Linked DNA regions of Gasterosteus aculeatus: region 2 is linked to region 1. Evidence: chromatin contacts called from public Hi-C data. All regions are on one chromosome and are shown on one strand. The core of a region is the stretch at or near the end of the contact, and the rest is flanking DNA. Distances in the headings are between cores, read along the strand shown.

The links. A called contact is a pair of places that touch in the nucleus more often than the background predicts.
Region 2: a contact with region 1 is called in a Hi-C map of skeletal muscle, with 2.4 times the contacts expected there. The contact joins two enhancer-like sites.

Annotation. Positions count from the first base shown.
Region 1 is chr1:12,576,692-12,579,441 of fGasAcu3.hap1.1, reverse strand. The region is part of intron 1 of LOC144404486 (a long non-coding RNA gene); the gene reads left to right. Among protein-coding and RNA genes, the nearest start is that of LOC144404486, 12 kb to the left of the region's middle. Within about 2 kb of position 1,366, at least 2 of the 9 cell types and tissues checked have open chromatin away from gene starts, as enhancers often do.
Region 2 is chr1:12,633,917-12,636,616 of fGasAcu3.hap1.1, reverse strand. No RefSeq gene overlaps it. Among protein-coding and RNA genes, the nearest start is that of LOC120828661, 13 kb to the left of the region's middle. Within about 2 kb of position 1,421, at least 5 of the 9 cell types and tissues checked have open chromatin away from gene starts, as enhancers often do.

The sequences.
Region 1 (2,750 bases), core at 117-2,616:
ACATGTTGCATGTTGATGCATCCCTTTCCAGACATGTTTTTGTGTCTGCATGTGTGTAAGTGTGTGTTTTTGCGTGTGTTGTCGGGAGGTTGAAGATGGAGACAGAGGACGTGGTACCATCCCTCTCTCTGTGTTTACACTCAATCTAAACAACAGACCGGCCACAGAGGCTAATGGGGCTCTAATCTATAGAGCTGGATGACACACACAAGTTGTCTCCTGAGTTTCCCAAAACAGACCAGCTAACCTCTCTGTGCCACATGTGCCTTTACAACATACTCTCACCGTACTTTTCACAGAGTTTACTCAGCGCGATGCAGTCAGCGTACGTGGGAAACAAATGCTTTTCCGTTTTTTTTCCCAAGCAACTTACTTTTCTGCACCCACATGGGGAGCAATTTGCTCCTTGTTTAAGGATGTTTGACCAATCTGTTGACAGGAGGAGCCAGGGATGAAACCACCAACTTGGCAATATTGGTGATCGCAATTCTCTACCACTCGAGCTACAGCTTCCTCATATGTGTTGCTTGTTTTCTGTATATCTGTATTTGATTAGTAAAAAAATAAACATTTGATTTGATTAAATGCTTACACATAAATGAACAAATTCTCACAGGCAGGTGCTTAGTAACAGGAAAAGATGCACCAAAACCGCACCTTTGCAAGTGTTGGTCTACACCCCTCCATTGTGCTTAAACACACATTTATACACACACACTCACACAAAGTGAAAATGATGAAGCACTTGGTCATTTATTACCCTTGTCAAACTGAACAGAATGCTAATGGACTGCTTTTAAGTGTGTAACTCCACGCTAAGGAGGTAATGGACACCTGGTTTTTCACAGGTCAGTGACTTTCTCTGTTCTGAAACACACACACACACACACACACACACACACACACACACACGTACGGTACACAAACACACACTGTGCCCAGGTTCCTTCTTTGCCTTGAGAGTGCGTCACCAAACACAATAAAGTCGAAGTTACCGCAACAGATCCGGCGGTCTCACCTTCACACTTTGTGTCACACTCAGAACACGTTCGCCGCCAATGCTTTCACATGAAGTCATTCACAATAAAGGTTACACAACTAACGCCAACCTAACACACAGAGCCTATGTGTGTATCTGACAGTAACTCTCTGACCCTCCGAACTGCAATTGGTTAGCATGCCAGCTCATTAGTTGTTCAACTATTTCCCCTCCAGGCTTACAGTATAAAGGCTTCCTCCTTCCCCCTGAATGATAAAGATCTCATTATTACTTCTAATGTTTGGGCTGTCGGTATTAATATGAGTGCGTATGTGTGTCACTCAGCCAGGCTGGCCGCCAGCCTCTCTTCCCCCGAGGACACGCGGGTTTGTCCAGGCCTGCCTGGCCGCGGCACTCCTCTGTGCTGGATGTGCAAACGTTACAGTGTGAAGTCTTGGTTTACTGTGTGCGCTTGTCCTTGTTGCTTCCAGCAAATGGCAAATTCAGGAACCTCTCACACCAGCTTCTATTGTCATCATGGGGGTAAGAAACACCAATTTCTGGGAAGTTTAGCTCACACTCAAGCTCAGTTTATTGGTGTTTTGACGCAAAAGCCTGGGCAGTTTTTACACTCTTGTGTGTATTTCCTCAAAATTGTATTAGTGTTGGTCTGGCCTGCTGTGCAGTGGTAGATAGATTATAAACATTGTGTGAACTGAGAGGAACAGGATGGGCGGAATTGTCAAGGCAGGTGCCCGCTTGTTAGTCAATCTGAAGGCAGGAAATTGCACTGGCAGAGGCACACAAACACACACATTGCCCGCAATACACACCCAGTTTGTCACCCGTGCCCCTTCAGAAACTGAAGCAATACTTCCTTCTGGTACGCTTCTCTTGAATCACCTGCCGCTTGTCACACTTCTCGTGAAGTCTTATATCATCTTTGTGACACCCCAAACCACCCGGCGCTGTCACAATCCTCCTAATCACTCTAATCACCATCTAATTGAACTATTGAACCGACCCTCACATACTATTCACATGACTTTTAAGTTTTTACCAAAGAGGATAAAGTGAGTGTCTCTACACTTTAAACTGTGGCTGCGTCCAAAATAGCAATGATCCAATAATGATGCATTGAGTTGTTCCCAAAGAACGTCCATAATTATAAAGTTATATTCAGTGATATCTCTTTCGTTAGCTAATGTTACCTTCCATTAGCTGTTATTAGCTGCTGATCACACCAGATCAAGTAAAGCTGTAGCCGCAAAACTAACAGTATACTGAATTGAGCAAGATTACATTGCATTGACCATTGCTTAAACCAATTTAATTCACTTTTCCTCAGTGCTACATATCATTTTAACATCAAATAGCTAATTATTTTTAGTTTTCCAGGTAGAAAAACTCTAACGACACACAGATGGCCTCCGAACTGGCATCTATTTGTCCAACACCACAAAGCAAGCAGGTTGTTGGACAAAGACACGATGTCCAAACAAATGATAATGCTCCATATTGGCTGGATGTAAACATTTCTGTTGCCAGCTTGTTACACCTTTCCAAAGTGGGCCAAACCATCATCTTGCTTCTTAATTTAAATTAAGGGAAGATTGTTTTTTAGCAGATTTCACAAGCTATGTGGTCGTACTTTAACACGTTATGGGTGGATACAAGCAGTGTTGACGTATTGCACCTAGACATATCTCCAGAAAAAACCCTGTAAAAACACCTATTTCTACAGAGCTGTTTATCAGGACCGTAAAGAATT
Region 2 (2,700 bases), core at 172-2,671, 57 kb before region 1:
TATGTCCATTTTCTGAGAAAAGTTAGTCAGAACAAAGCACATTTTTTTCAGTGAAGACTGATACTTTCACCAGGATTAACTGTGCACACACCGCAAAAAGCATAAATGAACATCAAAAAGTTCCCCATGTGTTATCCTCAGGATGTTGTCTTTGGGGCTTTCGGCGAAATGTGTGTTTCTTTTTTGTTTTTGTGGCATTAAAATAGTTTGGGCCAAGCAGCCTTGTCAAGCAACTGGTTCCCTGCAAGACTTTGATATCAGAGATAAAGAGTCCTTCCTGTGTTGGTGACTTCTGCTTACAGCGAGTGCATGAACACAGACCCTCTCATTCAACATAAGGCTGCACATTGCAAATGTAGTTAAAGAATGCGGTCAGCAGAGGGCGGACTGCTCCTTTGACAGAGAGAAAGGCCTCTGGTGGCGTTGGCAGCACCGGCTGCCTTGCTGTTAGTTAACTGGGACGTTGATTGACATGTTGACCCTTTGACATTCAGTGTCACCTTCATTTACACCTGCGCTGTCTTAACAGATTTACAGCTTTCTTTGTCCTCTTGCGTTTGTGTCAGCCTGTCTGACTACCTAATCTTCATCTCTCTCTCTCTCTCTCTCTCTCTCTCTCTCTCTGTGGTAGTGTGTGTGTGTGTGTGTGTGTGTGTGTGTGCTGTGTCTGCTCTCGGTGACAGTGTGTCGCAGTGAACCAATCACAAGACAAGAACTTGGACCAGAGAGGGCTCGGAGGCCATGAGAAAGGCTCGCCCACTCCTCCGACGCCGGCAACCACAACCAGCGCTGCTCTCACCCCTGCCGACACTCCGGCACACACACGCACACACTTAGCCTGTCACATGCGCTGAACACAAACAGAAGCACACACACTTAAATGCATCATACTGGTAAAAGACAATTCTGAGCTGCAGCATAAGTCACACGCTCTACTGCTTTTTTGAATGAATTGATTTCCATAACTAGATCTTGCAGATTACTGATAAGCACCATGTTGTTGTTTTTTTTATATTCTGACATAGCAACCATGTAAATACGGCACAACAATGCTTTTGCACATTTCCCAGGGTCAAGTTCCCCATCTCAGTTTAACTGTGAAATGTCAACACACGTTCTCATGTGCCTCACTCCATGTGCGTACTTGTAATGACACATGCACATGAGTATTAGGGTACAGTATTAGTATAATGCTATTTGTGCTACCTTGTGTAACCTCTTATTGTATAATTTCTTTACATGGTTTAGAAATCATTAGAAGTTTTTCGGAGTGTGTGCGTGTGTGTGTGTGTGTGTGTGTGTGTGTGTGTGTGTCCTGACCTCAAAATGAACCTTAACCTCGGAGCAGTGGTGTTTCAAGAGTGCCACACCAGGCAGAAGTGAAACCTGTTGGTGTGCGGCTTTGTGTCAGCCTCCTGTGTGTGTATATTTCTAAACGTGTCTTTTCATACCCACATTTGTACGGACGGCACTCTGCTGCACCACTGACGCCTTGCCTCTCTTTTTGTTCTCAAAATCTCTCTCATTTCATCCTTTGTGGCGGGCATGTTCACTGCAGTGCGGTCACAAATACGTACACTTTTGTAGTCACACCGGGGCTAAAAGTCACATGCACACACTTGCACATACAGACAGGGGCAGGTCGGCACGTACGCAACCTGATTTGTGCACGTACTGTCCTTTGCCCCCTTTGTTTCACAGCAGCCACCGTTGGAAGGGAATGCATGTGTGTGCACATTCTCATTTACTGTCAGTAAATGTCATAATGAAAGTGTCTCTCTATTTCTAACATGCAGCATGATTTGTCTCTGTCCACAGAAACATAACAGCGTTCATGTCTTGTTGTGGTGTGCAGGGAGGAAAGTGAGATGTCCATTGGCCTTGATCAGTGTGCGAGCAGAGACAGTTGGAGTTTTTTCCACGTCATGTAGATCATAAGAGAAAACATTTTCATCAGGGGACTAAGGTAACCTACGAAACAACGTGACAGTTGATTGATGTATGAACGTGTGTTCAGTATGTTGGAAACCAGATAAGATGAGAGAGTTGAGAGTGTCAAAGTTTAATTGATCGCATGCTGTTGGGAAATCTGTGCATACATATATTCACCTTATGAAATAACAAACCTGTCTTTTTTTATAAGATGCATTTTTTCTCTCTTTCTGAATCTAATTGGTCAAATAGATTATATTTTCAACACAAATTAAGACGGTGATCTTTGTTTCATGGTTGAAAATGAATGCTTCAGCTTTCTGTGGATATTGATTTATTGTCTTCTGTAATTAGTGTTCGTTGATAAGAATAAGAAAATTGTAACTTCCAATGCTTTTATGAAGAAACACATTGAACCTGGACTCTCGTGCAACAAGGGAATAAAAATGAAACCAAAACCTCACACCTACTTACATTTTAAGCCTTCACTTACATTACTCATTAGACTCAGAGTCTATAAAGCAATATCGTCCCATAATATTCTCCTAACCTGCATATGGGATTTTTGAAATGACTAAAAACAACAAGCTTTATATTTATTTTCTGGAGTTGTTGATTCATTAATTAAATGCACCCTCAGGAGATAACAATATGATATGTTACAAATCACAGTTGTTGTAACCAATGTGAGAGCATGACAACTGTTGTCAAGCTTTAAGTGGATGAACAATACAATCCAGAGCAGCATCTGTCTCCTCAGTGTGTGGA